Regions from separate parts of the Mus musculus genome. Here region 2 is linked to region 1. Evidence: chromatin contacts called from public promoter capture Hi-C data. All regions are on one chromosome and are shown on one strand. The core of a region is the stretch at or near the end of the contact, and the rest is flanking DNA. Distances in the headings are between cores, read along the strand shown. Region 1 holds the start of Naga (N-acetyl galactosaminidase, alpha). Region 2 holds the start of Bik (BCL2-interacting killer).

What was found. Capture Hi-C pulls out chosen DNA fragments and counts their contacts.
Region 2: a promoter capture Hi-C map of adipose tissue shows a contact between it and region 1, with 2.4 times the contacts expected there. The contact joins the promoter of Bik here to the promoter of Naga in region 1. A contact is called at or near these places in 7 of 39 promoter capture datasets (the 3T3-L1 cell line, 3T3-L1-derived adipocytes, cranial neural crest and 4 more), 2 of 484 Hi-C or Micro-C datasets (cardiomyocytes and olfactory sensory neurons), 6 of 115 datasets of contacts at active chromatin or transcription factors (embryonic forebrain, embryonic midbrain, embryonic stem cells and 3 more) and 2 of 9 other capture datasets (adipose tissue and embryonic stem cells).

The regions. Positions count from the first base shown.
Region 1 is chr15:82,336,779-82,342,317 of GRCm38.p6, forward strand. It overlaps Naga (N-acetyl galactosaminidase, alpha), which reads right to left and starts at 2,048. Exons shown (of 10, transcript NM_008669.4): 1 at 1,974-2,048; 2 at 1,460-1,536; 3 at 609-744; 4 at 1-163. The coding sequence starts at 1,475. Pheta2 (PH domain containing endocytic trafficking adaptor 2) reads left to right here and starts at 4,401. Exons shown (of 2, transcript NM_177391.4): 1 at 4,401-4,493.
Region 2 is chr15:83,523,400-83,528,938 of GRCm38.p6, forward strand. It overlaps Bik (BCL2-interacting killer), which reads left to right and starts at 3,463. Exons shown (of 5, transcript NM_007546.2): 1 at 3,463-3,537.

The DNA of each region.
Region 1 (5,539 bases), core at 798-3,297:
TAGGAAGGCAATCCCGTGAGGGAAGCGCTTGGGATCAGGAATTAGGCGGCCTGAGGCGTCACGCCCACCAATCCAGCAGTCATCGATGTTGAGGTATACATAGCCCAGGTCCCGCCATCCATCCTGGGCCAGTCTGTCCGCCATCTCCATAAAGAGCCGTTCACTAGCAAGGGACAGTGGGGCTGTGCTGCTCAGTTCCCCAGGATGTCCCTCATTCCCGCTCTTTCTCTCTGCTCTGAATTCTGGCTATAAAAAACCAAGCCTCTACTGTCAGCTGAGGTGGGGCCAGGATAACAAGTGTAAATGACCTTCCAGGGTTAGGGTAGGGCGAGAAAGAGGTGGTCTGGCATCCAGGCCAAAGGGCAGGACTAGGCCTAGGGAAGCCTGTGGGGCCTGTCTGGCATTTTATCTTCTTTCAGTTACCTCAGAGGCCAAGTACACCTACTGAGGCCCCAAGCAGGTCATGGGGCTAGGTGTCAGATACATTCATTCTGACTCTGCATTTTTCTATTTAAAAAAATTTTTTTAAAATTTTTGCTGATGAGTGTCTTTCACCCACTGACCCACTGACCCCATTTTGTTGCCCTGGGTAAGCAGATCTTACTCACCTGATGCAGTTCTTCGGGTCCTCCACACAGTCGATGTTACAGCGGAAGCGTTCCCAGGCCAGCCAGCCCATGGGTGGAGTCCGCAGTAGCCCATTCTCCAGCATCAGTACCTGAGCCACCAGGGCCAGTAAGAGCACTGAGGGGGAGGTGGATGGTGACTTGTAAATGGTTCCTACAGCACCCCACCCCCCAACCCCAGTCATCACCTCAACCCCTCCAGCCCTTCAGCCCTCCCCAGGTACAGGCCAGTAGGGTTAGAGTTGCCTCAGCCTGTGAGTGCAGTCTGGGGGGGGGGGTACATGGGGCAAAGTAATGTATTCAAAAAGCTGTTGCTACAGACTGGGAATCAATGGAACGGACCCCTGAAGTCATGTCCTTGATATACATGAGACCAGATGCCCTCTTCCCTCCCTCCCTACACAGAAATGACAGTTCATTGTGGACTCTGGGTTTCTGAGGCCTTGGAGTTTTTGCTCTCCACCTCAGAAAGCCTCAGAAGGGCCTAAAGGGGTTGGTCAGGGTGGACTTGTACCCAGCTGCTCACCTACACAAGCCCCTTCCTCTTGGCTTTCAGCTTCCTTATATATAAATTACCACACCCACATGACAGGGCTGCTACAGCCCGCCAGGATCGGGTAAGATAGGACCTATACACTGGAGCAGGGCTGAAAAAGGAAGTGGCCTCTTTGGAGGGGAAACGATTCTGAGGTGTGGGGCATCTCCTTGATTTTCCTGGCCCAGCTCCAAGGAGAGGCACACTTCTCCCCACATACCCCCATCAAGAAAGAGGAGGGCTGGGGCTTCCTCGCCACAGTCCTCCCCTGCAAAGCCACCTGAGTAGGTGAGGGTACCTGTCTTCTGCAACATTGCCTTGGAGTCAAATCTCAGGACCCACTCGAATCTGCTCTTAGCAGCTTTATATGCTGAACTGTGGAAGATAACAGATGTTATGTATCCCACCGGGCATAGTGGGACCCACCTTTAATCTCAGCACTCAGGAGGTAGAAGCAGGAGGATCTCTGAGTTCTGGGCCAGCCTGGTCCACATAGCCAGTTTCAGGCCAGCCAGGGCTACTAGGTAGAGAGACCCTATCTCCGAAAATAAAAGTTACGGATTCCACATTTGGTCCCAAGTCGCTTTCACTACCCTCACACACTCCTTCCCTACCCTTTACTTCCCGGAATCTAAGCTCTTCTTTTAGAACTACAAATAGTCTAGGACACTTTGCCCAAGAGCGGTTGTGACTGGTTCTAGGAATACCAGGAAGAAGGAAGGCTATAGGCCATGTCCGGTTCCAGGTCCCCGTGTGGGTTCAGATTCTCGGTTCTTAAACATCGCAGGCCCAGGGTCCCCCTTGATTCTTACCCTCGCGCTCGCTCAGTCCGCGGTAAGCCGTGAAAGCCCCCGTGGCGGCCGCTTGTACCTATAGCGACCCGGGAGGCGGAATGTCACGGGACAACCCTTCTTGAGCAACCAATCAGAATCCCCTAGCAACGCCGTGCCCTCCCTCTATGCCCCAGCTCCCAGCCTCCAAAAGCTCCGCCCATCTAAGCTCGCGTTCTGCGCGTTCCCGAGGCGCGCTCCCGTGGGAAGTCGGCTTGGGCGCCCTGTGCGCGCGCCGCTGTGCCTCGGGTCTGGTTGGAGTCCTCCGTCCTCCGCCCCAGAGGGCGGGGGTGGTGGCCCGCACTGCCCGTGCTCAGTAAGTAGCTGTGCAGTGAATTCCTACAGAGGGCGATACCTTGCTCTTTTTTTGTTTGTTTGTTTGTTTGTTTGTTTGTTTTATTTTGTTTTGTTTCTTCGAGACAGGGTTTCTCTGTGTCCTGGAACTCATTCTCTAGACGAGGTTGGCCTCGAACTCAGAAATCCACCTGAAACCTTGCTCTTAACCACTCGAAAACGGTAGTGAAAGAGGCTGGGTGGGGTTTCAGCTCTCGAAAGGTCAGGAGGCTGCCCCCTCCACCTGACACCCAAGGGGTTGTTCGCCCACCCACTCCCCAAATGTATTTATTCATTACTTATTCATATGTTAAACACAGGCTAGGTGCCAACCACTATTTCTGGATGCCTTTACACCGATGATGATCATAGCTGTCCCCTCTCCGAATCTGTGCCATTTTCCTCCTATCAGGTAATGGCAAACCGACTTCTCTGCCAATCTTTTCTCTCAGCCTTTACATGCAATTGTCCAAAAATTGATTCCTGCCTTTAAATTCCACCTCTCATCCCACCCAGTAACGCTGGCCTCATTACATATTGCCTGGATGATTCGGAGACAGCCCTCAAGGGCCTCCTTTGTCCACCTTACTTCTCCAAGGCAGCCAAGGCAAACCTGAAAACTCAGCTCTGTGGGCTGGTAAGATGGCTCAGTGGTTAAGAGCACTTAGTGCTCTGGCAGAGCACGAGGGTCCGTCTCCAGACTCACATGCCAGGGGATCTGATGCCCTCTTCTGAACTCTGAGGCCACCAGGCATTCACATGGTGCACATACAGGCAGATAATCGGGCACACACTTAACCTAAAAAAACGAACCCAACCCAGCCCTGGTCTTGTCTCTCTGAAGTCTGTGTGATGGCTACTCTCTTAGTTTGGGGAAATGGTGTTTCTAAACCCCACCCTCTACCTTTTGACCCTATTCCCTGCCGTCATCTTCCTCATTGCCCTCCTTGTGGCCCCTCAAACACAGCCTTTGAACCAGCTGTGCCTTCTGCTTAGAATGCACTTCTAGATATGGGCATAGCCGACACCCTCATTTCCCTTAATTATATGTCCAAGTGAGGTCTACTCTGCCCATTCTTCTATTTAAAAACGGCAAGCTCTCCCCTCCCTCCTCAGGAAACTCATGCTGTATTCTCCCCTTACCCACCCTCCCGCGACCTTCACCTTGTAACACATTTACTCTAGTGGATACTACTAGTTGAAGAAAAGTTAGTGAACATTGCAGCCACCAACCACCACACTCCCCCCTTAAAACATCCAGCAAAATGTAGGGTATGCTTGTTTACATTGTGAGGTCAGGGAGGAGACCTCAGAGCGGACAGCTGAGACCTAAATGTCAAGGAGCTCTAAGTGGGGGTAGGGTGAGAGGGGAGGGCCGGCTGGGCTTCAGGAACTGCAAAGCAAGGGTTGAGGTGGGAATCCACAAAGCCCGTGGGCAGGCAGGCAGGCATTTGAACACAGTTGCATTCAGGGCGACTACGGGAATCCTGGTCTCCTATCTTATTAGTGCTTTCCCCGCAGCCTTCCCTGCAAGCCTATGGACAGACTCCAGGTAGAGCCTCAGGACCACAAGTGGACTGCAGACCTGCGTTGGTGGGTGATAGAAGCCGAAATGGCCAATATCTAGAGGCAGAGATGGGGCTAAGCCAAAGACTTGGTTGAGAACCTTAGCAGGGTTTTGCAGGATGTGTAGGAGCTCGCTTTAGGAAGCGCCCTATCTGATGATTTGTCTGGTTTGGCTCTGCACGCGCGAGAGGGAAGAGAGGGGCGGATCGGGGAGATACTGGATGGGCTGTAAGGGGAAACTTTTGGGGGAAAAAGAGCACTCCTTATTCTTCTTCGGTGTAGAGCTGGAGGCCTGTGGGTAGCCTGAGGTTGGGCTTGGGGTTCGAGACGACCCCTCACCGACGAGTCCTGTGGCGCAGGCAGGTCCCCACCTTCCAGGGCCTCAGTTTCCCTCCAATATGCGAGCCGAGGCGACTTTGCGGATCTGGAGGCCTGGTGGGTACTGGGCGGGGAGCGGCCGGGGCGGTACCCCGAGCCTCCCGGGCGGGGTCTCCCGGCTCCTGCGGCCACGTTTGCGACCTGGGCGGAGGCCGGGGTTCAGAGCGAGAAAGCCCAGGGGGCGACAGCATCGCACTCGACGGGCCAGGCCCTCGGGCGCCGGAGGTGAGAGCCGGTCAGGCGGGCTCCGGGAGGAGGTGACCAGGAGGGCGTGGCCGTGGACGTGGCTGGAAAGCCCGGGCGGGATCCAGGGGACCCAGGCACCAGCAGGGCTGCCGGAGGGAGAGACCGCGGCCGCAGGCGTGCGTGGACTCAGCCCCTCCTTGGGGCCCACAAAGGGCAGCGGCTAGAACAGCCTTCCTCTATTCCAGGCCTGCTTGCTTCTCTCTCTTTGGAGCCCTTCTTCCCCTCCCGCCTCCTGGCTACGTTTTTTATCACTCACTACTTGATTAATTCATTATTTATTTAATTGTATTTGCTTACGGAGTGTCTCTTTTGCTGGAAAGTAGATTTCAAGAGGACGGGGACCTAGTTTTGTCTACTGATGCATTCCTACAAATTCAGCAAGTCTGCACAGGGCTGATTATTGGCGATTTAACCACTCTAGATGTCCTGCAAATAGGGAGGGGAGGTGCGCGAAAGGGACAAAGCCAAATTCGATCTTTGGGTACATCAGTAATCAGGAGACTTCTCCCCAATATCGTGGTGACGGAAATCCCATAGGGACAGCCAGGAAATCTTAACTGCACTTAACTGACCTACCTAGCCCCAGGGAGCCCAGAATTACAGTCAAGAGACAGTGGGCCAAGACATACAGGGAACTTCAGTTGCCCTACGGGATGAGCAGATTATGAAAAGGAGGAGCGCTTCCGGCAAAAGGCTGCCCTTTTACTGGGGCCCTGAAGTTAGAACAGTTCTCACGTTCTCTGAGAACCCTTTTGCAGGCTCTCTGGAAACCATGTGGCTGAGCTGTGTGGTTAGATAAGAGGCCACCCTGTCCCCTTCTGTGACTCTGCTGATAAGTGTGTCACCAACAAGGCCCCACCTAGAAGTTATAAGACCAAGTGCTGACTCTTCCTCATATGACCCTTGCCAGTTCAGCTGTATAGGAACCTTGGAGCACCAGAATTTAGTGGCTATGTCTTCAGTGCCCCAGGACACACCGCTGGAGTTTACAGAGCCGGTCCCATTCACCCCTGGTCACCTCCTCC
Region 2 (5,539 bases), core at 2,213-4,712, 1.2 Mb after region 1:
GAGACAGATCCCTGCTTAGGGCCCTTTGTGGATGCAGCAGAGGAAACCGGCTCACAGGACCTGCCTTCTTAGGCCGAGAAGAGGGAGCTGGGCCAGAAGAGGCCCTTCTCAGGGTGCCCTGAGAGTGAGCAGACATGTGTCCAGCCTTCACTGTCCATTCCTGCTGAAGGTGAATGGTGGGTTTCTGGGAGCTGTAATTGTTTTTTTGAGAAAACCTGCTATCACACTGATAAGCTGCCTGTCAAAGGATGTTATTTCTGGATGGGAGGAGAGTCCACGGGGCTGGGGCTTCTTCCTGTCTGCACCGCGTGGGTCCACTGCCTCCCACCGGACCTGACTTGAATGATAACCAGGGGACAGCCACAGCCTGCTGCTGCTCAAGGCCTCCACGGTGCTGCAGGGCCAGCTATCTCAGGACCCTGGATTCCTGGAATTGTCTGACAGAGTGGAAGTCTGTTCTCCATCCCCTGACAAGCCGCACACTCCAAAACAGGTTATTTCGGTCACCCCAGCCACTGGTTCTCTGGCCTGACATGTGTCTAAATTAAATTGCTTTTAAATACCCATGCCACCGGGCTAAGCAAGCTGCATTGTCTATTCTGCCAGGACTGTCTTCAGTGACGATTCTTTTTGTCACCAGTGAAGCTGGCCTTGTCCAGAGAGCAACATGGTCTCAGCTAGTCAACCCTCCTGGCAGCTGTCAGTCTGGAGCTTGGTGATCCTCATTGCTTAACCTTCCGAGCCTGCTCTGTTGTCCTTTGTGGACTTAGATTCTAGTTCGTATTGATTTTTGGTTTCCTTACCAAAACTCGCACAGATGGTAAGCGTCTGACTCAGTGCATGGCAAACTGTGTGTGTGTGTGTGCCGATAACCTCAGTTCTGTCACCCAAGAAGCTCTCTTGTGCCCCCTTTTCACTAACTCCTGCCTCCATTATTTTCCCTTCTCTCCATAGATGACCTTTGCCTTGTTTCAGACTTCATGTAAATGTAACCGTGGTGCAAAGGAGAGAGCTCAGCCTGAAAAGCCATTGTTAAATTCAATCCCAGCACCCATGTAGAGACCTGTGTGGCAGTGCTGGCTTGAACCTCTGTGTTGGGGAGTCGGGGACAGTGAGATCCCTGGCATGGCTGGCTAGCTCCATTAGTGACTGGCAGGTCCAGTAGAAGGTATGCACTCCACCAACTAAGCTATACCCCAATCCCCCATTCTTCAAGTTTAAGGCAGGGGGTTTCACTATGTACCCCAGGCTGGCTGAAACTCTCATTCCTCCTGCCTCAGTTTGTAGAATGTGGATTGCCGGTGCCACTGCACCAGACTCTACCAGTATTTGTTAAACAAAGGATCCAAAGACAACTCGAGGCCAAAACTTGGCTTGAAGTCTGTGTCAGCTGGATCATAGACACAAGTGATCTCAGGCACAGAAGGCAGTGGGGTTATGAGGATCCAGAGGTAGCTGTGAGCAGCACCTGTAGATTGAGGCCACTAGAGAAGAAAGGGGCAAGTCCCTGAGTATGGTCCTCTCAGGGAGCAGGGTGCATAGCCTAGTGGCTCAGGGACAGAACACGGGATCTACATGGTGAAGGAGAAAACTGACCTCTGAGGGTTGTCTTCTGACCTTCACACACATAGTCCCCTCTCCAACAGAATGAATGAATAAATGTTTCAAAAGAAGGGAAGAGAAGAGCAAATGTGAGCCCTGGGGACAGAAGGTGGCGGTCCCCATTGTCACCACTTGTATTACTTCTTGCATCTGACCCAATTATGGAGCACTAACAGGAAGGCGCACTCTTATTTAAGTGATTTTGCCCCATTTCCCTTCATTTGTCTCTCTTTCTTTTAATTTATTTTAGACAGGGTCTCTTGTACCCCAGGCTCTCCTGGAACTCACTGGAAAACTGTGTATGTAGCCTTGAACGCCTTGGCCTCCCGGCTTCAACTTCCCAAACCTGAGATGACAGGGGTATCAACACACCCAGTTTTTCTTTGTAATTTGAGACATGGATTCTCAGCCTGGTGGTAGTAGTGGTTGGTGCATGCTTTTAAACCCAGCACTAGGGAGGCTGGGGCTGGCACATCTCTGTGAGTTCCAGAAAAGCCAGGGCTACACAGAGAAGCCCTGTCTTGAAAAAGCAAACGAACAAATAAACAAACCCCTCCAAATAATGAATTCTTGCTATATTGCCCGGAACCTACCCAACTTCCTAGTCTCCCCAGCGGCAGGCCGTTCAGGGATTGAGTCACTGTGCTAGCCTCCCATTTGATCAGCCTGTTGCCTTGGGGATCTTGCAGGCTAAATATTTTCACTCACCCCCTCCCCTGGGCCCCTAAGTCCCCATCTGACCTCAAACTGGCCTCCTTCCTCCACCTTGTCTACTGTTTACAGAACGCATCTGCTGACCGGTCAGGTCTTTCTGGACTGTGAGACCCCTTGTCACTGCCTCTCTTCTCTCAGTCTCAATTTTCTGCAAATTCATCTGCAAAATGTATTGGCAGAGAGGCTTCAAGGTCCCCTGCCCCCAACTCCAGGTTGTGACAATCCCTGATGGCTAATGGCCAAAGATCAGGGTTCAATTTGCTTCTGGGCTTGGAGGTGACAGAAGGACCACAGAACTGGAAAGATCTGAGTGGCAGGATTGGAAGGCCTCTAAGATTAAATTCTGCCGAGGACCTTCTAACATGTGGGGGGAGGGGCTGCCTTCCCGTGTCAGGAGAAGATTTAAGGAACCCCAAATATCACCACCCCTCTCCTGACAGGAGAGGGAAGAGTCCAGCTGACTACTTGACAAAGCACGCAGTAGGAGGCACCTGCCCCAGATTCTGACCTCTGCTATCCCGAGAGGAGCTGACTTGGGATAAACAAGTTTTGTTGTTGTATAGATAGTGGTTACTTTGTAATTCGGCCAGTGCTCCATCTTTACTCACCTCGGAGCCCCTGCTCCAGGGCACTGGAGACTGAACTCCTCCCACTTCACCTGTAATTCTAGATTTCACCTCCTACCGATCCTCTCCTTCACCCTAAGTCTTCGCCAAAAGGAGGGCTGGGAGAGCTCCCTATACACCGGGAGAGAAGAGAGAGGGGAAAGGGGGAGATTTGGAGGTGCAGTGCGGAACTTGTAGCAGGCGGGAGCAAAGGGAAGCCACAGAAGCACCAAGCCTTTAGGAGTACTATGAGGACCAAGTAGACAGCCCTTGCTAAGGTTTGGCCGCGGCGATGGCAGAGGCGGCGTCTGCGGAAAGCACACTCGCAGACGCACTGGCGGGGACACAGTAGCAGGTCTACAGGCGACAGAGGAATGTCTGCAAGCTAACGACTTTAAAACAGGGGTTCTGTAGCTACTTATTGGGACCGGGGATTTGGAGCCCCGGAGGGAGGAGTTAAAGGGGCGGGACGGGGAGGGCGCGGCCACCTATCAGGGTCCAGCCCGCCGCTCACAATAACCCGCCTCCAGCCAGCGCCCCCGACTCCGCCACCGGCGTCCCAGCCGAGAGGGTGTTCGGGCAGTTCGCCCGCCGCTACGCCAGCTCAGCTTGGCAGGTAAGCGTCTTGCAGCCCTAGCCCAAGTTGCTGGAAAGTTGGGGACCCGTGCCCAAATCCCTCGGTGGCCCCGGCTCTGAAACGTCCCCTCTGCGTCTGACACCCCAGAAGGTGCTAGTCTGGTCCGCGTGTCTCGCTGTGCGTCCATGCACTGGGGTGGCCCTTGTGTCCTGGTTCTAGGGCGCGCTGAGCAAGTGGCCTTCGTTGTCGCTGTGCCCTGGTTGTCGAAAACTTAGGGGGAGCAGCTTGAGACCAGGGCGCGGCACTGCCACAGTAGGGCGGCCAGGCTGAGCCCGGGCCGCAGGCGGAAGATGGCGTCGGCACCTGTCTCCGCGAGGACCGGAGAGTTCGCATCTGTCCCTCCCTCGGGGATCCTGGGATTCGCACCGTCCCTGCCGCGACCTGGTAATTCACACCTGTTCCCGACAGAATCCAGCTTCGCATCTGTCCTCTCTGGGACCCGGGGATATAGGTCTTCGAGGGGCAGCAGAAGGGCCTTCTTAGGCGACCTGGGTAGTTCAGACCATCATTTCCCCGAAGCTCCTAGCCACCTGCCTGCGCCCAGGCGCAGGGACTGGGAGTGCATCCGAGGGGCCGGCAAGGTCGCCGGTGTACCAGCCACAACCAGCACTGGGGGTTCAATACTTGTGTCACTTTTCCACCTTGTGGCCTTCAGGATGCGGATGCAGGTTGTTTTATAAACTTAATTGCTGTTCTGAAGTGTACTGAACCACCCCTACAAAGTGTTGTTTATTGTTGTTGGCGTTGATGCAGGTGATAACACTGTTACAGGGGTTTGGAGCCAGCTGCAGCTCTCAAGAAGGCTGGTCTCCTACCTACTTTGGGGGATGGGGGAGTTGTCAGTGAACCTTAATTTTAACCTCAGGGAAGCAGGCCTCATTTCAGATAGGCTTATGTCCCAACAGCTACATAGAGCTGGCTCCTTCAAAGCCTGGAGGGCTTTCTTAGAGGCCACACCAACCTCTCTACCTGTGACCTACTTTCTGTTCTGACTGTGTAGCTTTCTACAGGCTCCTCCACCATTCTGGACCTCAGTTTGTTGAGTTTGTAAACTGCGTTGTGGTTTAGCCTGGTGGGGAGGGACCTTTCCCAAGAAGTGGCTGAGTAGCTCGGCAATGCTACCTTGATTTCCACTAGGTTGGGGCATGTTTACTGTTGCTCCTTTACAAGTATACACCTAAGGGTCACCTGGGGTCCTTGGCTGCTTTTGGATCTAGTGTCCTGCCTAGGGCAGGTGGCACTCGTGACCTCCCAGCCTTGCCCCTCCCCACATCTCTCACTCCACCCTGCCAATTTTCTCCCCTCTATACTCCAGGATTTGAGACTTTCTTTGTTTTGTTTTGAGGCAAAGTTTCATGTAGCCTAGGCTGGCCCCCAGCTCACTATGTAGCTGAGGATGGTCTTGAAACTCCTGATTCTCTTACCTTCACCACCTGAGTTCTAGGATTCCAGGTATAGTTACTGTATCCAGGTTATTTGTAGCTGGGGATGGAACTCACAGCTCTGTGTATACTACCATTGTTTTCTTAAGTAAGGCCTCACTATGTAGCAGAGGCTAGCCTCGCATTCTCAATCCTTCGGTTTGCTTCCCTAGTGCTGACTTTTAGTCTGCTTTCTGTTGCTAATAAGATACAGTGCATTGGGTTGGGTTATAAAGAAGTAAAATTTATTCTGGCTTGTGATTCATGTGGGGTTGAGGGCCATCTTGGGTGACTCCCTTTTGTTGGCAGAAGACATACATTGTACATTTTACCCACCTCTCAAAGGTCCGGCCTCTAAACCCCACAGTGAGGTTGAGTTTCCCCTTTAAATACCTCACAAGGGGATTAAATGTCAACACCCCAATCTTTGGAGACCCCCAGGTCATATCTAACTACAGCGCCTCCCCTTCAAAGTCACAGAGCTGCTGTTTCTCAGTTGTTCCTCCAGAGTTAGGTTTTAAAGGTTGTCTGTGCTTTGCTCTTTTTCTATTTCGGAGACA